Regions from separate parts of the Rattus norvegicus genome. Here region 1 is linked to region 2. The links are chromatin contacts, called in public Hi-C maps. All regions are on one chromosome and are shown on one strand. Each heading gives the region's core, a stretch centred on a gene start, on an enhancer-like site or on the middle of the called end of the contact. The rest is flanking DNA. Distances are from core to core; before and after follow the strand shown.

What was found. Hi-C and Micro-C count contacts between places; a contact is called where the count stands out from the background.
Region 1: a contact with region 2 is called in a Hi-C map of psoas muscle, with 5 times the contacts expected there. The contact joins the promoter of Ntf3 here to the enhancer-like site in region 2. A contact is called at or near these places in 6 of 12 Hi-C or Micro-C datasets (frontal cortex, kidney, mammary epithelial cells and 2 more).

The regions. Positions count from the first base shown.
Region 1 is chr4:160,667,614-160,672,732 of GRCr8, forward strand. Ntf3 (neurotrophin 3) reads right to left here and starts at 1,294. Exons shown (of 2, transcript NM_001270869.1): 1 at 1,077-1,294. The coding sequence starts at 1,094.
Region 2 is chr4:160,454,717-160,459,887 of GRCr8, forward strand. Ano2 (anoctamin 2) reads left to right here. Exons shown (of 24, transcript XM_017593038.3): 14 at 4,051-4,125. Among named protein-coding and RNA genes, the nearest start is that of Ntf3, 210 kb to the right of the region's middle. Within about 2 kb of position 3,510, at least 14 of the 93 cell types and tissues checked have an H3K27ac peak or open chromatin away from gene starts, as enhancers often do.

The sequences.
Region 1 (5,119 bases), core at 44-2,543, 210 kb after region 2:
CTGTGGGTTCTTCTAACTCCGACCTAACTCTGAGGGTCTCTAAAGCTCCCGGCCTTCCCATACCACCTCTTGGGGCGGGGGCGGGGACCCTAAAAAGAACTCTGAGAAACTGGTACCAAATCCCTACCGATGGCACCGCCTAGGTACCCACCGTTCCCTGGTTGCGTCTCAGACCCGCAGGCTGAGCGCTAGCTCTAACATCTGCGCGAAGACCCAGGGTGGGGAGCCACTGGGTTGGCGCTGGCCAGAGTAGCCTGGAGCTAGGGACCCTCTCAGAGAAAAAAGGTTTATGTGGGACAATAACGCAGGTACGCACTGTTGGGCTTACAGTCTCAACTCCCCCAACCTGACGGTCGGGTCCTAAGCTTTGCACCCCCCTCCCCAGCCCACGCCCTGCCTGGCTGCGTGGTGAGGCGGTCGGTCGATCGCTGTCTGGTGGCCAGCGGGGTGCAGGGCGCAAGCCGGGATCATGGCCTCTTCCAAGCCCCATTTTTGTCTGCTATTCGCTTTTGTTATAGTATGCGCGGGAGTCTTCTGGGGGAACCAGATCGGAGGGTTGTAGGTGTGTATGTGTGCATGAGGTGGAGCCGGGTGTGCAGAATCCCTTTCTTGCCTTTTCGTGGTCCCCATTTTCCCTCGCCTTCACCTCCTTCCCTTCCCGATGCAGGTTTCTCAAATCTGATCACTTTCCCAGACTGAGGGAGGTTTCTTGAGCAGCCAGGGGACCAGAGGGAAAAGGACAAGGAGGAGGAGGAGGAGGAGGAGGAGGAGGAGGAGGAGGAGGAGGAGGAGGAGGAGGAGGAGGAGGAGGAGGAGGAAAGCCGTATCCACGCGCGCACAGTGTGCATGCATGTGAAAGGAGGGTGGTGGTAATTGCGCCAAGGCCTGGGCAGATTCTATAGCTCAAACTTTAGGGAAGGCACAAGAACCTAAAAGTTAAGAGTGTGTTGCGCGATGGGGGTGGGGCTGGGTGCAGAATTGGGGCCCCCACGCGGATCCCCAGGAAAATTTCCCCCACGCGATCCCCCACCCCCTCCGGGACCTGCCCACCCAACGTGCCCGCCACCTCCCCTTACCGTGGCAGAAGTAACCATGGCATCCGTATGACTATTTCCAGGGACGTCGACATGAAGAGAAAGGTGGACTCGAGTTCGGTCATTCAGTCTCGCCCACCCCTGCCGCAGCCACTACCCAGCGGTGGGAAAAAAACGGGAGGAAGAAAGAAAGAGGGAAGAAAGTTGCGCCGGGCTATCTCGCGGGGCGGTGCGCGGAGATGCTGGGTAAGGAGAGGAGCCTTCAACTCTGAGTCCCGTGAACATAATCTGCGCGGTTATAACCAGCCAACCCGGCCAGATGGCTCCGCGCTCAGCGCCTTAACCCCTTCCGCGCCAAGCCACTCGCCCCCGAGCCCCGCCCGCAGTGACTTGCAGGCCGGTGCCCTGGCACTTTGGAGTTTGCTCTTGAGACCAAAGGGAAGACCTAGTCATTTCTCCTAGTCCATTTCAAAAGATAACAAACGAACAAACAGCAAATAAGCCCTCTCAAAATAGCCTATTCTTTAGTACCTCCTCTTGTGACCTTGCCTTTTAGAGATGGAGAGGAGCCGACGAAAACATCCAATTTATCATATTTTACACGCTAATATCTTTGATTTGTCTTATTCTTGATTTTTTTCTTTTAATCTTTCTTTCTTTCTTTCTTTCTTTCTTTCTTTCTTTCTTTCTTTCTCTTTTCTATTTAACCAGGCAGAAGAAGGCCTTTCTTGCCCCTTGGCTCAGGAAAGCTTAAGCTTCAACCTTAGCTCTGCCTCCAAACCTCAGACCCTTCTAGCTTTGGATCTCTCCCCACCCCCTTATCAACCTCCCCATCCCCCATCCCTCCTCTAACAACAACAGGAATCTGCTTGCTTGCCCTTGAACTCCTCAGCCTAAAGCACAGTTCAAACTGTCTAGGAAGTTAAGTTGCTGAGGTCTGGTGCGAGAGGGACTGCTGAGCAACCAAGGGAGGGGTGGCTTGCATGTGTGCCGCATGTGTGTGAGAGAAAAGGAGAGGCACGAGTCAAAGTCCCACTTCTTACACACTCCCTTAACTTCTTTACCCCTTCCTTTCAAGGTAGGACGGGCCCTGGAGCTGAGCCTTGGCCCAGCACTCACCACTCTGTACAAAAACAATTTGCCCAGAAGAAAAGCAACACACCTCTTGGACTCCCTGAAAATAGCGGTGCTTTCTTCCACAACCGCTAGACTCATTCCAGGAAAAGATCCCAGGGTGGAGGCAGAGGTCTTATTTATAGATAATTTTAGCTATTCATTAGACCCTCACTTGACCCAAGCTGGTCCTCTCAGAATTTACAATGGTGAGAGCATCTAGATTTTGCTCAATTGCGATCCAAGAGAAGTGAAGGGGGAGGCGGGGAATCCTAGTGGTAAGGGGAAAGTAGTATAGTATCGCTCCTCATTGCCTCCCTCATTCTTGCAAGGTGGAACTCAAGTCCAAGTGCTCCCCTCCCCCCTCCCCTCCAAGTTGCCTCTCTCAGGACATTTGACTCACACGCACTAGGAGAGGCGATTTAATAGCCCACCTCTTCCTTGCCTCCTGATGGAGTCTGATAAGCAGCTCGCAATGAGGTTTAGCAAGGCTCCAGGTTCAAAACCTGAACACGCATTCCTTGGAGATGTATGGGTCTGGTCCACACCCAGGAGTGCCAGAATTGCACTCACCGGTTAAGGCCGAGAGAAGCTGCGGGGTGAAGGGAGGCCAGAGAGGATGGAGAGTCAGAGTCGGGGGGGGGGGGCTGCATACTAGATAGATTGTACCTGCCTCATCATTATCCTGGCTGACGGGGGCTGCCACATCGAAAATGGCCTGCAGCACCCACAGAGGCCCAAGGACGTCACCTCGAATGGTCCCTCAAAAGGGCTGGGTTCTCCTTCAAAGGCTTCCCTCCGGCCAAAATATCTTCTTCCTCGGGATCCGATCCGGCTGCAGAGTTTTCCCCTTCACCCTGCCACACAGCACTTTGGAGGTTTGGCTTGGGCGTGCTCTGTGAGGTTCTGGTTTTCTCGCGGTCTTCTGGCCCGCCCCTGCCCTCCCCCACTTCCCGCACTTGCCTTCCCCCCCAACCCCCCCCCCGCTTTCCCCCTCCCTTCCCGCCAGTCTCCCTGCCAGCGGAGTTCTAGGGGCTCATTTCTCAAGCTCCTGGTCCCGGGGCTCTACAGACTGCAACCAAAGAGGTGCTTGATTCCCGGAGAAGGAAGGAAGGAACGGGTTAAATACACGTGTGGGCTGCTCCGCCGCCGGCTGCTCCCCGGTCACTGGCGGTCTGGAGGGAGGAGGGGTCTAAGAGGGGCAAGCTTAAATATGAACAGTCAGAAGAAAAGGCAGCAGAGTTCGAGACTCCGATTTGTTCTGCAGATGCGGTGCACTGGCTGGCCGCCTCCCTTTGCCAGACCTGGGCGACGTCAGGAAGACTGCATTGTTTCCAACTCAAGGGTGCAGGAGGGTCTGTCTCTGCCTGCAATCAACAGGCCTTGTAATATGAGAGGTGACACCTTAATCTTGCCAAATATGTGCGGTGTCTTTCGGGGGAGGGCAGAGAATGGGGAAAGGAGAGGGGAGCAGGGAGAGACCTAGGCCACAGCACAGAGCAAAGACGCACTTTTGTAGAACTGATCCACCTGCCCCCACTCCCAGCCCGACCCCCACCCCCAACCTGTGGAGAATGCTCGTCCTTTTCTTTATGTAAGACCCAACTAAGGATTTTCTTTTCTTTCCTTGTTCTTTCCACTGAAGGGCTAAAGTTCCCCTCTTCCTTCAGGAGACTCTAAAGGCATTTTGGATTTCTAGGAGCTCAGATATCAAAGAAGGATGCGGGGCAGAAAAGGAGGCAGAAAAAGCACCCTGGTTTACAGGCGGAAAAAAGATTGTCAGAGTTATAGCGCCTTCTAGGCAAAACCAAGTTTCTCAGTGGAGTTTTAATTTTTGTAGAAAGACAAGGGCTAAGAGCCTGATATGTAGCCAGAGTTACCAGCATATGGGACAGGAAGCAAAGGAATGTGTGCGCGCCATTGAAAGCAATGCCTTCTGGTAACTAAGTCGTGGTCTCTTGGGGTCAGTGGACTTGATTTTTCTCTCTATTGTGTCTGAGGTCCCGATTCCTGAAAGCAGTTCGTGAGGGCAGAAACCAGGGTCAGCTTTTTGAAAACCCTGTTTAAACTCTCTCCTCAGGCAACTTCCTAGAGCTTGCCTTTGGCCTACCCTTATCTTTTGTAATAGCGCCACGGTGTGGTTGAAACTCTAAACAGAAACAAAAGGAAAAGGTGGAAAACCGCATGGACTTCTGTTGCCCTTCAGTGGACTCCCACATGTTTACCTGGGGTGGAAAGGGTTTCCTGTGCAGCAATGGTATACACATAGTGAATATTGACCTAGGAAATGAGAGAGTTGGTCCCGTTTGACCTGTATACGACAAAGGTATGCTTCATTAAGCAGTTAGCCTTGGCTCACAGACTAGACTTCACGGTGTTTCTTTTACTTGCCTTTGTATAAATAGTGTACCTCAGCTGATCCTGAAGTATCGCCGAGTTGCCTGTGCTGCTGGAGGGCACTAAAGTCAATATGAATAGCCACAGAAATTTTGCTTGCTTTTGCTCTACGAGTCACCCAGACGATGAAGCCAGAAAGTCTACAGTTCTAAAACAAAGTGCAGGAGAAAGGTGTCTGCATTAGAAACAGGAATTTAGGGTCAGGGGCTTGGATGCACTATGTCACTTTGGCTCCCCATGACAAATGCGTTAAGCACACAGGCTAGCCTGTCAGTTAGCAGCGATTCCCAAATGTCTGGAGCATATATGAGACATTATTTGGGGGGATTCTCTCCTCCCTCCCAAATGAGATTATTTGTCCCCGGAAGCCGACGGATGTGCCTATGCTTATGCAGTAAGCTTAGCTCTCTCTAAAATGTCTGCTGTCCCAGGAAAACACGTCATGGCACTAAGGACCAGCTTAGATCTAATAGAGATATGAGAAGCAGTGTTCTGAAGAGATGGCTCATCAGTTACGAGCACCGGTTGCTGTTTCAGAGGACGTGGGTTCAATTCCCGGCACCCACACGGCAGCT
Region 2 (5,171 bases), core at 2,260-4,759:
GGTCTATATACTTGAAAAAATATGATAAAAACGATCCTTGACTTCTAGTTTACCTCCCTCAAACATAACCCCAGACAAAGTTTGAAACAAGATTATGTTGTGGATTCCTCTACAGAACACCTGACTAGCACATCTCAAAGTGAACAAAGCCATCAACGGCAAGCAAAGTCTGAGAGGTTTTTATAATGCATCTAAGGGAGCGAATGACCCAACAGAATGTGGTACCTTAGCCGCAACCCTTGACCAGGAGGCAGGCATTGAACTGAGACAGTACAAATGGAATATGAAGTTTTAGTTCATAATGTTGCATGATATTGGCTTATGTGTTGTGAAAAATTCACTGAACTTCTGTGGGAAACCGAACACAAGGTATATATACAATTGTCTATACTGCCTTTGAAGCTTTTTATAAATCTAAACCTGTTCTAAAGGAAAAGTATTTAAAGAAAACAAGGAGCTATCACATGTTATTGATGGGAGGGGCATTGGACACTTTAGAAGCAGTTTGGTGGCTTCTTATAAAGTCACGCATAGGCCTACAGTGTGATCAAGCAAGTCCACTACTTTGGTATTTGCCCAAGGGACATGACTATTTTTTATTTGTATCCAAATGGGTATACAGATTTTAGAAGGGCATCATTCCTAATTGTTCCCAGCTGGAAACAATCCAAACACTCCTCAGGGCAGCGAGTGGGAGAATGGACTAAAATGATGAAATATAGACCATCCCACAGTGAAAGGGATAAACGACTGAGCTGGGCAACAGTATGGGTGGGTCTCAGGTGAGCTGTGCAAAGTCGAAAAGGCCACACCCAAGAAGAGATACACACTCCAGTGTACTTGGTGACATTCCGCAGGACCCAAAACTAGAGGGACATTAAACAGACTTTGCTAGTTCTGGAGATTGGAGAAAGAGGTCACAGACAAAGGAGGAGCATGAGGAAATGTGAGAAAATCACTTTCTATTTTGATTTACTTTGTGGTCGTCGTATATGACTGCAGAGGGTCATCGAAAGATGCAGAACTGCATTCTAATAAAGATGAATTTTACTATATTAATATGTATAAAAACCAGGACAATTGCCACTTTTTCAAAGTTCCTTTCCTCCAAGGGATTAATTGAAATAATATTCTTGCCTATTACTTTCTAAGTGGTTTCATTTCTAAATACCCAGTTTTCCAAACAGGGACTTGTGTGAGGTTCTATGTGGACATTATTATCCTATTTCTTGGACACAGATCTGTATGTGGGAGCAGTAGGCCAGAGACACAAACACAGACAGCAGAGACAAAGAAGTAAGAACAGATGACAGCTAGGCTGGTGTCTGAACAATGGCGACATTAGCTAAGTGCCCCATAATCACCTGCTTTTGATGTAATCAAAGCTGATTAGAGCTCATTGCTGTATGCACCATACAGTTTCTAAAGCTCTGTCCCACAAATTCACTCATGTGACCTTCACAATACCTCTGTCACTTCCTTGAGCCTGGCTTTGGCATCCTCATGTTACCAGTAGGAAAGTCTAAGCATTCTCTGGTATGCCTGTAGTGCTCTTAGGCGGGCTTCATCAAAGGCATGCCAATTTAGTGTGATGGCTGTAACTGATTTACAAATAAGGGGTATGGTTATCTTTACAGTAGAGAAACTGCTGTGGGTTGGGGAGATGGCTCAGTGTATAAAGTGCTTGCTCTATAAGTATGGAGATCCAAGTTCAGTCCTAAGACCCATATTTTTATTTTTAAATAATAAGTAGATCAGGCATGGTGGTGAATGTATATAGTAATGCTGGGGGATGGGGAGATATAAGAGTCTCTAAAAAGGTGAAGAGCCATTAGAAGTTGTCCCTTGGCCTCCACATACATGCTCACACATATGTACACACACACACACACACACACACACACACACACACACACATACACACACACACACACACACACACACACCAGAATTGCAGGGAATTTACTAAGGTCACTGACACAATAAATATTTTAGAGCTCAGTATTCGGCGTTGACATATCCTCTTCCCAATCCTAGTTCTCTTTCACACTGGTGACGTGTGTTTTAGGAAGTGAATGCCCTTTTACAATGAATCTTCACACCTTGCATGGACCAGCAAATGGCAGGAATTCATTGGCTTTTTTTTAATTAGTGCCAAACTCCTATAATTAAAAACTTCTTTATGCCAGCTAAATGGTGCATGTCCGAGGTCCCTGCAGTCGGGAGGCTGAGGCAGGAGGATTACGAATCAAGGCCAATCTGGGCTGTGTAAGAAGACCTCATCTCTAAAACCCAAACACAAAACAAATAAACTACTTTTTTTTTTTTTTGGTTTTACTGTTATCTTTATTAGTAACCCGCTTTGGAGAACAGTGTGCAACCTTGACTTTTCTCTCAGCTTCCTGTGTTTGGATAATGTCTGACCGTAGGAACTATGTGTATGTTCAGATGTGTGCCTTCTAAACAAAACCCCATCACTATCAGCATGAAAGGGGTGGTCTTCCATTAAACACAAAGCTATCTATGTCAACAATGAATGTTTTTTTTTTCCTGAGAAGACATCTAACTCAATGCTCTTCCGTTGTCTCCTTTGGCGTGAAAATCATCTTCTCAGTCCGACTTATCTTTGCTTCCTTGTCTCTGTGGTCCTGGAGGTCTTTACCCTAGTTCTGGGCCTCTCTGTGTCCTCAGCACCTGCCCAGAATTTGTTTCATCAAAGATGCTCAGGCTTGGTCTGATGAGTGGACTGGACCCAAGTGTGTTTGATAAGCTCTTAGTGGTAGCTGGGAAGGCAGTAGACAAAACCCCTCCATGAATCCATTTTTTCTGTTTGGTGCCGTGTCATCAGGAGCTCATATTCAGACTTCCTTGCCAATATCTTAGAGGACAATATTTTCAGGGTACTGTAGGAAAGCCATAGTATGCTGGTGAACCCGGAGTATGGCATGGCATTCCCACTCCCTCTTTCTCTTTGGCCTCACTTGGGAAAGTGTGAATGAATCTTAGTCCAGTCTGATTGGAACAGGTTTACATGAATGAGTCTTATCTCTTCAGAATGGTCATCGTCTAGAATTTAGTTTGCTCTTACAGGGTGAGGCAAAGCTTGTTAGACTGGGAGTCTAAGACCACATTCTCTGGCTGTTATGAAAACTGGAGTAAATGACTTATATAAATCACCTGTAAGTGGAAGTGCTAGGAACTAAATGACCCCAATGATAGCATTGCCCCTCAAGCCAGGTCAACCCTCTTCTTGTTCCAAAAGCACAAGGCAAATCCTTCCATTTCCTACAGTCCCGTAGCTCCCTCCCTAGTTAGCCCTCACTCCTGAGCAAGCTGATGGGGGATTCTTCACGCTTTGAGAGTGGCTGGGCTGTCACTGTTTCTCTAGGCTGTGAACCCCCCAGGACAGTGATTGGAAGGACTTTGTTCACTCTCCTCACTGTGTCTGGCACTGCCATGGGCACACAAAGGATGCTGGAAAGAAGCCGTAGGCCGAGGCACTCAGCTTACAGTACAAGCTTTCAGAGGCTAGATGGCACTGTTGCTAGAGCCAAACCAGGTCTGTTCTGAGAGACAGCATGGATGGAGACGAAAGGGAGCAGGGGCTAGGGTCCTGCTGAGCTCACTTTGAGTCTGACTTGTTGCCAGCAGTGATGGGTGGCTCCCTGCTGGCTAACACCGCGTTCTTCACTATTTTCTCTGCACTTTGCAAACATGACTTCAGGTGGTCTTCAGGGTCTTTTGTTGTTGCTGGAACTGCTGGCTCAATTCTAAACATCCTTCAGGGCTATGACTCACCATGTTCCCCAAGCTGGGCTCAAAGTCATGATCCTCTTGCCTTAGCATCCTGAGTCCTGGGATTGGAGGTGTGTGCTATCAATCAAAATGAAGAGGGCTACTGTTGATATTGAGAGTAAAGTGACATCAGTTACTACAGAAATATCCAAAAAGCAGCAAATGGTCGGCATGCAAATTTTACGCAAAACAGGAATGAATGAATATCTGTGCTTTGTGCCTTCTGATTGTGTCTATTCTCCTGTTTCACCTCAGGATGATGAAGATAAACTGACTTGGAAAGACCGTTTCCCAGGATACTTGATGAACTCTGTCTCCATCTTGTTTATGGTAATTTGAGGGACCACCTGCCTGGGACTGTGTGCATGTTGACCCTGTAGTGAGTGTGTGTAAGGTGGGCATGTTTTTATGCTGTGGAATAGTGAGGGGCTGACAAAAGAGAGGCCACAGTACCAGATGGTGGAGCCAAGAACTTTCCCAGTACTGAAGTCACTGACTGTATATAGGTAAAGTTGCAGTGTCCTGCAAGTGGGATGTATTCTTGCTGTGGTACGTGTGTGTGTGTGTGTGTGTGTGTGTGTGTGTGTGAGAGCCTTTTTGGGTTCAGAGTGCCTCTCTCTAATGCTAACAATGTCTGGAAGGCACAGTAGAGAGTCAGCTAGGGACCTACAGTCTTTACTGTCTCTGTGGATGCTGCATTTACTATTTTTTTTACTTCCCCATGTTTGTGGAAACTTTTTATTTTATTTACTTATTTTTGAGAATGAATGGTGTTGTCAATGTTAGGAAAAGTTGAGGGAAGAAACTGAAATTGACTGGTGCTGGAGTCAGATCAGCAGCTGGAGTCATCAATGGCCCACATTAGGTCACTAACATCAGTCCTTCTTTACTTCGAGGCCCTGTGTAACTAAGAAGACTGTGGATGTAACAGCTCACTTTCCTTAGCAGGATGGCATATGCATTGCAGACAAAGGGGATTACTTGATTTTTAAAAACTGCAAGAATCATCGTTATTTTCTGAACCTACTGGGAGATTTCTTCCTGACTCAGTAGAGCTTATTACTGTCTTTATTAATATTGGCATCCTAACTAATGGGGACAGGAAACATGTCATCTGAGAAGTTTAAACCAGGCCAGAAATGGGGTCACATTCTAGTAATGCCAGCATTCTGGAGGAAGAGTCAGGGCGATTTCAAATTTGAGGCTAGCCTGGGCTATGTAATGAGACCTTGTCCAAACATAAATGTTCTTATCGAGCCTAGACATCATCAAACTCAGCTCCTCACCCTGCAGACCAAGTGCAGAGTTGTAAAGCTTAGCAGTCTAACTTTGGTTCCCTCTCTCTGCCAAACAAGCCCAAGGCATGGCGCGTTATA